Linked DNA regions of Zea mays: region 2 is linked to region 1. The links are chromatin contacts, called in public Hi-C maps. All regions are on one chromosome and are shown on one strand. Each heading gives the region's core, a stretch centred on a gene start, on an enhancer-like site or on the middle of the called end of the contact. The rest is flanking DNA. Distances are from core to core; before and after follow the strand shown. Region 1 holds the start of LOC100192621. Region 2 holds the start of LOC100272582 (cytochrome P450 97B2, chloroplastic).

Evidence for each region. A called contact is a pair of places that touch in the nucleus more often than the background predicts.
Region 2: a Hi-C map of tassel shows a contact between it and region 1, with 2.3 times the contacts expected there. The contact joins the promoter of LOC100272582 here to the promoter of LOC100192621 in region 1. A contact is called at or near these places in 2 of 25 Hi-C or Micro-C datasets (ear and tassel).

What each region holds. Positions count from the first base shown.
Region 1 is chr4:243,983,584-243,990,086 of Zm-B73-REFERENCE-NAM-5.0, reverse strand. It overlaps LOC100192621, which reads right to left and starts at 4,184. Exons shown (of 2, transcript NM_001137836.1): 1 at 2,956-4,184; 2 at 107-415. The coding sequence starts at 4,137. The coding sequence ends at 254. It overlaps LOC109946110 (B-box zinc finger protein 32-like), which reads right to left. Exons shown (of 1, transcript NM_001320520.2): 1 at 5,801-6,503. The coding sequence starts at 6,436. The coding sequence ends at 5,867.
Region 2 is chr4:244,319,197-244,325,870 of Zm-B73-REFERENCE-NAM-5.0, reverse strand. It overlaps LOC100272582 (cytochrome P450 97B2, chloroplastic), which reads left to right and starts at 4,882. Exons shown (of 14, transcript XM_008681697.4): 1 at 4,882-5,290; 2 at 5,559-5,757; 3 at 5,906-6,013; 4 at 6,252-6,336. The coding sequence starts at 5,178.

The DNA of each region.
Region 1 (6,503 bases), core at 2,935-5,434:
CTTGATTTTAGACCTCTCTACTCACATACACTTGGCAGAGATCACATCAATTGAATGTGAGCGTGATTCTTAATGGGTAACACAAGTTTAAAAATATTGACTCGTTATTGAACTATTTGTTCTCTATTTGTTCAGGATTGAACTTACAAAGTCCGTAACTCTTACAACAAAATGTGCAACAAAAATTCACGCATCTCAATTCTACAGCTCCCAGCCTCCCACACAGGTATCTTGAGTTCTTTTACATCCCTCCTCACCAGCCATATTTTGCTTGAGTTTCTGCTTTCGTAAGAATGCCCTTAGAACGCCTCTCCGCAAGCTCCATCTCCTTTGACTTCATGTCAAAGTACAGAGAACCAATCTGATGTTTCCTTTTATGCAACTTGGATGGCTTTCCTTTTGCTGAAGGTGCAGGCTGTTCACAAGGCAGAAATCTTTGGTAAGGACCATAACAACAATGATGTATTTACATAGTACATTTTCTTCATGCAAAATAATGCATTTAATGGACAATGATAGACAGTATTTTCAGCTGTCCTATAGTCGTTCAGCAAAACAAGCCTATTGCTCTACCAGGGACGGGAATGCTGGATCTGCATAAAATGGTTCCCATTGGAAATTATATGGGATCCTACAGGACCTGGGAGTACATGCATATATTTACTACTGAAACTGTGGGACCATGGTTGATACATGCGTACCTTCTAAACTAGAGTACATCAGTTCATGAAATTAATTTATATTGTTCAGGCAACCAAGCCAATTCTTTCTGACCATTGACCAATTAAAAGAAAAGCTTGTCCAATGCCAGATGAGATGGTTTGGACATGTCCAACAAAGACCTCCAGAGGCAACACTGCGTTGTGGTATTTTAAGGCGCAATAGCAGTGGAAAGAGAGGTAGGAGAAGACCGAAGTTAACATGGAAAGATATAGTAAAAGGTGACTTAAAAGAATGAAATATACTCAAAGATTTAGCCTTGAATAATATTGCATAAAAACAGCTATCCATGTGCATGAACTTTGACTTATGAGTTCTGTTGGGTTTAAACACCAGCCTACCCTAACTTGCTTGGGACACAAAGGCTTTGTTGTTGTCGTTGGCCAATTAAAAGGAAGCCAGACTAAAAGGCTTTGTTGTTGTTCTTGGCCAATTAAAAAGGAAGTCAAAATCAACTCTTAGCATGTTCTTGTTTCAACATTACTCCCTCCCTGTCCCAGCATATAAGGCGTAAATACCTCTGGTTCAATGACCAAGACATGTATTTAATTGTCTCTATACTAACTGCATCGACGTACGCATGTCTAGAGAGAGCATGTCTTATATTATTGGACTAGAAGAAAAAGTGATTGTGCCTTATATACTTGGACGGAGGGAGTATATTGTATGACCTAAACCTAGTTTGGCTTGATGCATCATCAATTATACATGTACCCAAATCCCATAGGAGGGGAAATCTAAACCTGGTAGATCTGGAGAAACATATACTTCATTACATGCAGACATCCTACAAGATATATCAACGCTACACCCCTTGATCTACACCCCTTGAGAGTTGTGGTATCGTAGTCTACAGCAAGGGTGGATACCAGCTACTTAATCCTTGCTCAGAAACCTGTGCAAACCCGTTCAAGTGGTGCAGCATCAAAGCATTGCTACTTTCTTTTTCATTATGAGTTATGACATAAAGCTGAGAAATCACTCCCCCACCCCACCCACCTCAAAAAAATGACAAATAGAAACACCATTTGCCTATAATTCTGTATGACCATAAGCAATGACAAGCATAAATATTCATGACAAACATTTCATTAAATAAGTGCAAATAGAATGAATTTTCACCATAGTTATTAAGGCGGTAAGGCAATATAAGGCGACCGACCCCCTTTTTACCTTTTAGGTGGTAAAGCGTAAGGCGAGGCGACGCCTTAATTATAAGTAATATTAGACCAAATATTACTTATATAACACTAATTCAAAATTAATAGGCAAGCTAGCACAAACCTAGTAGGGCCCATTTCAGCCTAGTAGAAGAGAAAAATAGAAAAAAGAAAGAAAAAAATACACAACCAGTTAGCCCAATGGCCCAACCAACCTAGCCCAATAGCAGTTTTAGGTTAAATATCAAGTCTCCTTGCAGCCGACAGCATGCCTTTCTTCTCCCCCTGCCGCCAGCATCTCTTCGTTTCCAACCCCGCGCCAGCAGCACCTCTTTCTTCCCCTCCCCCGCAGCTCTCCCTCCACTGCGTCCTTTCTCCTCTGACTGGTGCCGCCTGTGCTGAGACAGAGAGGGCAGAGGGAGCACGCCCGCGCGCTGCCTGAGCTAAGAGGGAACACGCCCTCGCGCCGACAGTGAAGGAGGCTGCACACTGCCGCCGTAGCCGCCCCACCCCCGAAGCGGATGCCTTACGCACCTTGGCAACGCTTAACAGACGCCTTAATAACCATGATTTTCACTTTATTAAAGTACAAAAGTAGCCATTTATTCTACTAAAGAACTTGTTTATGGCTATTCCACTTAAGAAGTGGCAACCAGACCATTGAAAACATGACTTTACAGCCTAATATAGTTTTTTGGTAGTAAATTATTTTACTTGATTCGTGATGAATGGAAGTTGCGATGAAAATGAAAACACCGTGGCATATTTCTCAAGAATCATTGCTTGGGAACTAACAGCATACCCATAACACATTATTGTTTCTGCACTACCATTCTGTGATTGTGCCAATAAGCACTGAGCGACAGTATCTGATGCTGGCTCGCGACTAACAGGAGCAACTTTAGTTTCAGTTGTTTGAGCAATATGAGCACAGAACAAATAATCTAGCTTTGTCATCCCAGTTCTACCTACTGGATTTGGTACTAAGCTACTGAAACACAAGCATATAATAAGCTAATAAAGCAATGCTTGACAAAAGTAGAAACAAAGTTAGCAAACAGTGATGAATCTGTACCTGATAACTAGGACCGAAGGCCAACCCCGTGAGCTTAGACTTATCCTGCTTTGGTCTGTTCTTCATCAGCTCTGCTTGATTTACTTCTAAAATCTGGACCGGCGTATCATTTCTACCTCTCTTCCCTCCACTCCTACCCATCTCTGGTGGCAATATCGGTTCATGCACCGGTGGCAATGTCGCTGCTACCTCATGACCATAACCTCCAGCAGTATAATCTACTCCATATGGCACTGCCGCAACATGGTCATATCCACTGGCATGCTCCCCTCCATGCGCATGAACATACCCTGCACTTTGCCCTCTTTCATATGCGGCATACTGTGTTCCATCCTCATAATTCGCACTGGCACTAGGATCCCAACCATAAGCACCGTGTTGCGCATAGTGGTTTGGATCCCACGCATATGTTTCATATCCACTAGTGCTCCCAGCTCCAGCATCATAGCTTTGCTGCTGCTCCCCGGTTGCAGCATTAAAAGCCTGCTGGTTTTCATGCTCCTCCTCCAGCTCCGGCGCAGGCATGTCACCATCACTGCCACTATCTTCCGAATCGTCGTCGTCGGTTGCGCCGGTGTCAGGCCTTTCCGGGGCTCCTGTGTTGGCAACCGAGCTTGAAGGCAGAGCGGTGCCGAGATTTAGCTTCTCTGGCGCAGCCGTATCGATTGCCGACCTCCTCGCTCCCGCGCCAGAGCCGGCGCCGAGCCCGAGCGAGTGCTTCGGAGGCGGGAGGAACGAGGACACGGGACCCGAGCCAGCAGACACGGGCGGCAAGCGCGCCTCGTTGTTGCTCGCGCGGCGCTTCTTGGGATCGTCCTCCTCGTCGTCGGAGCTGTCGCCTGTGGGCTGCCGGATCGGCTGCGGGCGATACTGGACGACGCGCTTAGGGTTTCCTCCGGAAGACTTGGGCGGCGGGATAGAGGAGAAGGTGGGGTTAGGGGCGGGGGAGGATTTGGGCGCCGAGAGAGAGGAGAAGAGCGGCGTGGGGGTGGATTTGGGCGCCGGGAGGGAGGAGAAGAGCGGTGCGGGGGCGGACTTGGGTTGCGGGAGCGAGGAGAAAAACCCGCCTGCGCCGCCACCGGAGGAAGTGGCGATGGCGGGGGAATGAGCAGGAGGAGGAGCAGGTGGGGCCTCATCAGCGTCGTCGTCGGAAGAGGCGTAGCTGGCGAGGAGAGAGTCCATGGCGTGGCTGGGCGGCGGCTTCGGTCGCCGGGGGAGGAAAAGTAACGGGGAACAGGAAGACGGCGTCACGGCGCCAGAGCAGCTCGGGTCGGGGTCGTGGGCCCGACCGTACGAGGCCGAGTCGTGGCGTGGGCCGCCGGCCGCGGCTGGGTGGGCCGATGCAGACGACTCGTGTATCTCGCGAGCTGCATAAATATTTTATTTTTCATAAATATTTATCAAATTTAAAAAATACAAAACTCCCTACCCGATTGAATTTGAACCGACGCCAAGTGCTTAGAGCAACTAACACCAAAACAGATATTATTAAAAAATAATGATTTTTGTTGCTCCAACACTCTCTCATTCTTATCCAAAAAAATTTGCCTTGTCTTCATGTGCTGGGAAAGATGAACTAGTAGGATGCTGACTTGTTTTCATGACCTGGTAGCTAGTAGACCAACATGGCTTTGTCCAAATATCTTGTCTTTCATTTATATATGTTAGCGAAACTAGCTACATGTTCGTTGCTTGAGACGTTAACATTGCTAGCATGTCACACAATGTTCATAATATGGATATCTCGATGTACAGACATTTATTAGAACCTATTGCTACATGTTCGTTTTAAATCGCAGGGCTGAAATTACAGAGCTTAAACACCTTGAGCAAAACTACCATTTCGCTTCACAACAGAGATATAAACGGGGTTTACGCCCTATTTGAATATTACTGATATTGTCTATAAAATTTTTTGACCACAGTTACGGTAGTAACACTTTTTTTTTGGCGGAGGAGGGAGTACTTTTTACCGCAATTCTAATTGGCGGCCGACCTAATTGATGACACGAGTATATATTTACAGTTTTAATTAAAATTTCTTCCTGCAAGAAACTTTAGGGAAAATATATATAGAGAGAGAGAGAGAAATTAGGCCGGATATGCTACGTGGGCTGATGATGCACGCAAAACGGGCCAAATAAACGAACTTAGATGATCTGGGGGCTGCAGCTCTGTAGGGGCGGCGTCCTTGGCAATTGGCATGTCTGGAGGTTGGAGGAGTGTCCGGCGGGGAGGGGATCTCCCCGCGCCGCGCGTCCGGACTAGACAGAGACAGCGATCTAGCCACCGAAACGAGTCCCGCCGCGCTACTACGCTGGCCGCTCACGCACGGCACTCGGTCGGTCTGGCCTGGTGCCGCGACGCACGCGCGATGGCGAGTCGTCGACGCGTTCGCCCTTCGCCGTATCGGATCGTGTGGATCCCGGGCCGGCAGCCGCGGGTGATCTGCGGGCTGGGGGTGTCCATCTACCACCGGTGCGCGACGCGTCCGAGCGTATGATGGCTCGCGCACGCACGCACGAACGTTTGGTTTCGCACGATTCCACGAGGCCGTGTACCATACCACCGGTTGAACCGTGTCCTATTAAAAATAGGTATCAAATTCGAAGGTTAACGAGCGGCCAGGAGGAGAAGAACTCCTGGATGAGGATGACAGACGGCTGCGGCCCTTTTATGCCGTCCTCATCATGTGGGTGGGTCTAGTCCCCGATCAACAACGCTGATGCGTACAGTACGCATTTGGCACACACAATCAGATCAGCAGAGAAGATATCCAGCCAATGGAACCGGCTTTTGTTAATCGGACGACGAGAGGAAGCCAAGCCAACGACACCACACGATCGATCTCGTTAATTACTAAAATAATTAGGGAGGAAAAGGACAAACTAACGTCGCCCACATGCTGTTGCTACATTGCAGACGGATGTGGGCCCTGCCGGACCACGAATTCAGGAGAGCACTCGGCCCATCCCTCCTCCAGGTCCGGAGCGCCCGCCGCCGGGGGTCTCGCTCTCGCCGCGCGCGTCATCCACCACGCCGCAACTGCGAGCACCGCAGCCTCCGCTCCACCGCCGGCGCGGACCTCCGACCAGCGCGCGGCGGCCATCGCGACGCGGAGCGGGACGCGACGACGGCACGCGGGCCCCGCCGCGACCCTCTTCCTCCTGGCCCACCCCCCCTCCAGCACGTCCTCCGCCCTCCTCCCTCTCCCTGGCGGCGGCGGCGCCGCCCTCGACTGCGCGGAGTCGGCCGTGGACAGGCAGGAGCCGCTGGACGAGGACGCCCCGGACTCGGCGCCCCCGCGCGGCAGGCGGCGCCTCACGTGCCTGGACGCCAGGAAGTTGGCGCCGTGCACCTTGGCGTCGCAGCGCGGGCAGAGGAACGCCGAGTCCGCGGCGCAGTGCACGGCCGCCGCGCTCCCGCAGAGCTCGCACCGCGTCCGCGTGCCCGCTGCCGCGGCGTCACCAGCGGCACCCATCCTGCCTGCTTGTCTCCTCTGCCTTCCCCTCGGACTCGGGAGCGTAGCAGCTGGGTCCGCCACTGTG
Region 2 (6,674 bases), core at 3,633-6,132, 340 kb before region 1:
ATTTCAAACTTTATTTTATAAGCAATGATATCTACAATGTAGAATTAGTATTTTATATTATCTGTTGAAAAAAAACCTTAGCCTCCTATATCTTTTATATTTTCTAATATATTTTACTATTTTTCTTAAAAGAATCTATCTGGTACGTATATAAAACATCTCAACCATTTTCTCTTTATATCTCTAATTATATATTGTAGCTTAGTGATTTAACATTTTTGAAATTTAAAAACTACAGTATTTATATTGTCGTAAAAACATTATTATCGTATCACGTGGCTTAAAATAATTAATTTCACAAAAAATGATATAATTAACATATATAGAGAGTATAGTGCTCCTCCTATATATACAGGAGATTTGTTCTCCACTATTCTCCTTCTATAGGTACAAATTATGGGCTTTTGACGAGGATCTCTTGGAGAGAGCCTAAGAGCAACTCTAATAGGAACACTAAACATAAACAAATTCAAATATAGGGTCATAATCTTATTTTAGTGAAATTTATCTAAACTTTTTGAGGTCCAACTTGAAGGATAGCATCTTTGCGACTCAGAGAGCGACGGCCCTATACGATTCGCGTTGTTCCAACCTCCACAGACATTTCATATGTATCTTCGTCGCCACCATCTCCCATCCAGTTGTCGCCAATATGCTCCCAATTCGCTGCCACATGTTTGTCCTGTTCTCAGATCAGATCGTGAGCGCTCTTGTTCCCATCTCGGCGTCGTAGAAGGCCCTCGGCTCTCTCCATCCTCCCGCCTCACAGGTTCGTCTTCCTTCTCTATCCCGGCGTCGTAGAAGGCCCTTGTCCCTCTCCATCCTCTTGCGCTCCCTAGTCCGTCTTCCTTCTCTCCACCTGGTTGTTGGTTGATTCAGTTGTTGTTTGTCCTATTCGTTGTCCACTACATAAACTTTGTCCTATTTGTGTTAACAATTGGGAGTACAATTGGGAGTACGTATTGTAGGAGCTACGCTCAAAGTGAGCAATAGGGTTTTGCTTTTTTCATCCCGTTATCAAGTGCAAGAAACATGTTGTCCATGTCATTATCAGCTTATTGTCCAGTAAATTGTCGAGACATTTAGCGCTATATGTGTTCAATAGGTTGTTGTTGCTTTGGTAAGCATACATTCAGTTTGTTCAATAGCCTATTATATGTGTTTAGGGATGGTAACGGGTATATACCCCGTCAGATAGTATCATTCCATATTTGTACCCATCAATAAAAAAGTATACTCGTCTCGTCGGGTGACTTATATCCGCGAGCGGGTATAAAATCTTACACATGCTCGTACCAGCACCGATAATTTTATCCCGCCGGATAACCCGTACCCACTATAAAGGTCTTAAATTCTAATATTTCAATAAATTAAAATGTCAAATAAACACACACAACAAAAGTTCAACTTAAAATATAACAAAGCATATGATTACATTACTTGGTATTTAAATAAATAATAGTCGGAGAAGGATTTTCTTTTAGCTTATATGTGTTTATTATTGATAATAGTGGTAATTATGCGGGTATATTTTACCCACATGTACACGGGTATAGGTAGTACCAACCCATGTCAGTACCCGTCTATCCAACGGGTAGAGATTCTTGCCCACTAACATACCATCGGGTAGAGAAATCATCTTATACCCGTCTTTACTGTCGGTTTTTTGGGTTTCGGGTACTCATTGTCATCTCTATCATTGTGATTGGTATGTTGCGCACATCCGTTCAGACTGAGCGCGTGCATTGACCAAGAAGCAGCTGTTGTTTGATTAACTGCATAGAGCCAGGCTGAGGCTGCATCCGCAAATGCAACATAGGTAAAAAAATATATCTCTTTGCTGCATGCGCGCATACGCTCCGGCGTTCAGTTTCTGGCGGGCCACGCTTACTAGAGTCTGGCGCTGCTTGTCTGCCCATCCAATCCGTCGGTATATGTGTTGAACTCGATACGGTGTTATCTATAGCTCATTGAAAGAATAGATACAATTACTCGTCAACTTGGGACCAAGTCGTTGTCTCTTTTTCACTTGGTGCTGCGCGAGGACTCGTGCTTAACTTCTTTGATGCAAAGTTTAAGGCTCAATGGTTGGAAACTAACATACAGTTTGGACCCTAAATAAATTAATTGGTACCTAAATCAAAATATATGCCCCAATTATAAGGCTTATGGTTGGAGTTGCTCAAACAGGCTTGTCCCTTGCACAGTACAAGTAGATCGACGACATAGGGCCCCAAATTTTCTAGGCCCCCAAAACTCTGGTGTGCATAAAGATATGATCGTCTTTATAGCAGTTGACCCCGCCAAAACTCAGAAGAAAGTTAGCGTTGTAGAACGCGATGTGACTATGATTTAGCGACTTCGCGCGTATTAGCATAGGATGTGTCCGCCGTCGGCGATAGCTCTAGCTAATCCCTCTCGCGTTCGTCGCCACCGCAAAAGATGGATGCGCAGCTGCGTAGGCATCAGGCGAGGTCACATGTCACGAGAGAATTCATGTGCTCTTGACCGACCACCGGCGAATGTCACCAGGCCCGTCCCTTGCGTAGTGCAGGTGGATCAACGACATAGGGCCCCAAATTTTCTAGGGCCCCAAAATCATGGTGTGTAAAAGGATATGATCGTCTTCATAACAGATGACCCGGTCAAATCTCGGAAGAAAGTTAGCGTTGTAGGACGCGACGCGACTCTGATTTAGCGATTTCGCGCGTATCAGCGTAGGACAATGCCCACCGTCGGCGATAGCTCTAGCTAATCTCTCTCGCGTTCGTCGCCATCGTAAAAGATGGACAAGCTGAGCAGCTGTGTAGGCATCAGGTGTGGTCGCGTGTCAGGAGAGAATTCATGTGCTCCTGACCGACCACCGGATGTAGCAGGATTTGAAGGATTCCTAAGCAGACACTACATGAATCCTGAAGATTCCCGTCGGTCGGCTTAACTCACGTCGGCTACCTTCCAGTCGACGGGCCTTAATTTAACTTCCGTCGGCCCAGACACAGGCCGCCGGGAATAAGTTAACTCCCGTCGGTCCTGACAAAAGCCGATAGGGATTAGCCCTAGCCGACGTGAGTTAAGGCTTATCCCCGTCGGCCCACGTAGCCGACGGGAGTTAAGGCTTATCCCCGTCCGCCAAGTACTAGCCGACGAGGATTACTTATTCCCGTTAGCTGTCGACGGGAATAAGTTTATCCCCGACACCTGGCAGCCATCGGCTTGAGGTCGACGGGAGTTAGCCAGTTACCGACGGGAATTAGTTATTCTCGTCGGTTTATAGGTTATTCCCGTCGGTTTTTAGCCGACGGGAATTAACTTAATTCCTACAGTGAGAAATACAACATATACACTATATAGGAAATCATAGGACACATTAATATGTGTTGCACCAAAGCCACAATTTCAGAGACAGCCCTGAGCGGTGGCGGATACAAGCTTCGGTCCATCCTATCTAGGACTCAAGGCATGATCCATATATCTTTACATATATTCTTATTATTTTTAGACTAAGGTCATGTTTGGTTTCTTTAGTCTAGGGACTAAAGTTTAGTTAGGAGACTAAAGTTTAGTCCCTAATATGTTTATTTCTAGGGGCTAAAAATAGTAAGAATATACTAAATGACTCATAAGAAGATTAAAGTGACCTTTAACATTCTCCTGCTATTAGTACAATTGAACTAAATGAGGAGTAAATGTGGAATTAATATGATTTAGTCCCTTTTAGCACATATGTGAAGGACTAAAGACTAAATCATTTTAGTCCATATTTTAGTCGTAGTGTTTGGCAAAAAAAAGATTAAATGAGACTAAAAACTAGAGACTAATCTTTATGTCGCTGTAACCAAACACCCCCTAAGATATATACAAACCTTAGTAGATTATAAAAAATAATTGGGTCCGAAAAGTGATCCTATTTTCGGATCCACCCCTGCTAAGTAGGTAGGCCATAGGCTATGGCGTAGGCCACAGACAGAATTACACTTTTAAGAACGCCCTTTTTCTTCCTTTGTTTTGTAACTCCGGTTTGCATTCAAAATTTCAAACGCCTTAGATTTAACAAGAATTTTAAAATGTGAAGACTGTTTCATGAGCAAGACGAAAACGCATCAAAGAGGTCATATTGAGATGGTAAGAATGCGTCACAGCCTCGTTCCTATATAAAAATAAAATAAAATAAAATACTTCAATCATTTTAAATTATAAGTTATTTTAATGTTTTAAATACATAAATTTTATTATATACTAATATAAGCTATGTCAAGGTAGATAGTAAAATATTTTTTTAAGAAAAAAGTAACCTTTATTTTAGAACGGTGATAATGCAATCAAGTTTCTCCTGCAATCAAACAACCAAATGAAAAATCATAGTTGTACTTTATTATGTACTCTACCAAAATATCTGATTTTTAGTTCTAATTTATTCTATGTTAAGAGATATAAAAAAACAAAACTTTGTGTTAAAAATATATAAAAATAACAGGTACCTGCCGCCGCGTGCCGGCACCCAGATTTGAATTTTTTTAAATCACGATATACTTTTTAAATTTTATAAAATTTTAAATATAAAAACGAAAAAGTCTCCGTGCCGCCTACTGGAGTATTGCTGGCAATGCTGGGAATGTCCCGAATAGCGTTACAGTAATGGTGAGGCCTGGAGTCTTATATATGTTGGGCTACAGAAAGTGGTGCTAGTGGGCTAAGATATCAGGCCGACGGGCGTGCTGGCAGTTAGAGCGGGCCTAAACACAGCCCACTGGTTGGGCTCGGCCTGCACGGACTCGACGGCCTTCGTGCTAACCGTGCCCAGATCAGACCAAAATATGATCCCATAAGCCGGGCTGCCGGACCACGTGCCTTTTGGCCAACTATGGCACCGCTTCGGCTCGTGCGCTCCACGTATCGTTTCGCGCCGGCGCCGGTGGCCGGACCAGACCAGCGCACCGCGCCGTCCAGACCAGACCACGTTCCGTGGTCGGCGCGCAACCGGCCAGCCGAGTGCCGACTGCCGACCGCACCACTCTCCGTGGCCCGATGATATTCCCGATCACGCCTAATTCAATTCAATCAATTTCAGCGCGGCCACCTTATCATCTCTGTCCGTTCAGGTCCAGTGGCCAGTGACCACGCTCCACCCCATTGCTCTGGCTCTGTGCTGTGCAGCTGTGCTGCCGGGCTCCTGCGCCATGGCCGCGGCCACGCTGCTCCAGGGCCCAGCCGCCGCCTCGCCGCGTCTCGGCGCCGCGGCTTCAGCGCCGTCCGCGTCCCACGGGAGGCGTCGCCTCACCTTCAGCTTCAGGTACGCGCGCGTGCGCGCCCTCACCCACCTCCCGGCTCGTTCCCGGCAGCGGTCCACGCGTGGCCGACCGCCAGGTGCTCGATCTGTTGCCTGCACGGCTGCACTATGCCATCAAGGTCCCGGGAACAACGGGCTGTCGGCTCCAGCCTGCAGTTGGGGGGTGCCGCCTGCTGAATTCACACGAGTTACTGTTGGTGTCTGGTAGAATAATCACCGCTAGACCGAGTGGCTGATCGACTGGCCCGTGCCAATTCCCGCGTTGGTGCAGGTGCCAGTCGACCAGCGTCGACAAGCAGCAGGAGCGGCCGCCCAAGCCGAAGCAGCGGAACCTGCTCGACAACGCCAGCAACCTGCTGACCAACTTCCTCAGCGGTGGCAACCTCGGGGCCATGCCCGTCGCTGAGGGCGCGGTCACCGACCTCTTCGGCAAGCCCCTCTTCTTCTCGCTTTACGACTGGTTCCTCGAGGTGAATGCGCGTCCCCTTTCTGAACCCTGCAACACTGACATGTTATCATAGGTTCGATATCCTTTGTTCTCCACTTATGGCTATGTAGTAAAATTCGATTAGACACAGCCCCTGCAACACTGACGTGTTATGATGTCTTAATTCACAGCATGGCTCTGTCTACAAGCTTGCTTTTGGACCCAAATCGTTCGTTGTTGTCTCTGACCCTATCGTTGCTAGACACATCCTCCGGGAGAACGCTTTCTATTATGATAAGGTATGCTGTCTCGCATGTGTCGGATATGGATTGTTGAAAACTCGTTAGAGGAAAAGGATTGTTCGTTGAAAAAACTATGGAATATACAAGGAATTGGACCATGACCACCTTACACACATGATGGCCACATTTTGCATATATTATTACGTCAGTGGAGAGTTGACTTCCCTGATAAATAATAATTGGTGTAGTTTGGCGGGTTTCTTTCTTACATGGTATTTTTTTTACTTGAAATCAGGGAGTTCTCGCTGAAATTTTAAAACCCATAATGGGGAAGGGTCTTATACCCGCTGACCTTGATACCTGGAAGCAAAGGAGAAAAGGTTAGAAAGGTTGGATATCCAATCATATTTTCTGTGTTTTTTTTAGTTTGGACTGACCACAATACTGCAGATTGCTCTGTGTTAATCTATGTGCATAGCCCATACTGTTAGTCAAAATTAGCAGGCTCATCATTGGCCTGAGCTTCAATTCCAGTTCTTTCTACTTTTGTTTTTTCTATCTTGAAAGTTTTTCTAGCTCAACTGTGTGTTCTGGAAAAGACATCTCTAGGCATGCAAAATCATCCTAGGGATTCTTTCAATTCTGAATTTATTAGCATGCTTTTTGCCTTGAGGGATGAAACATATGCCATTTTTCTGTCTTTAAATGCGATATTTAA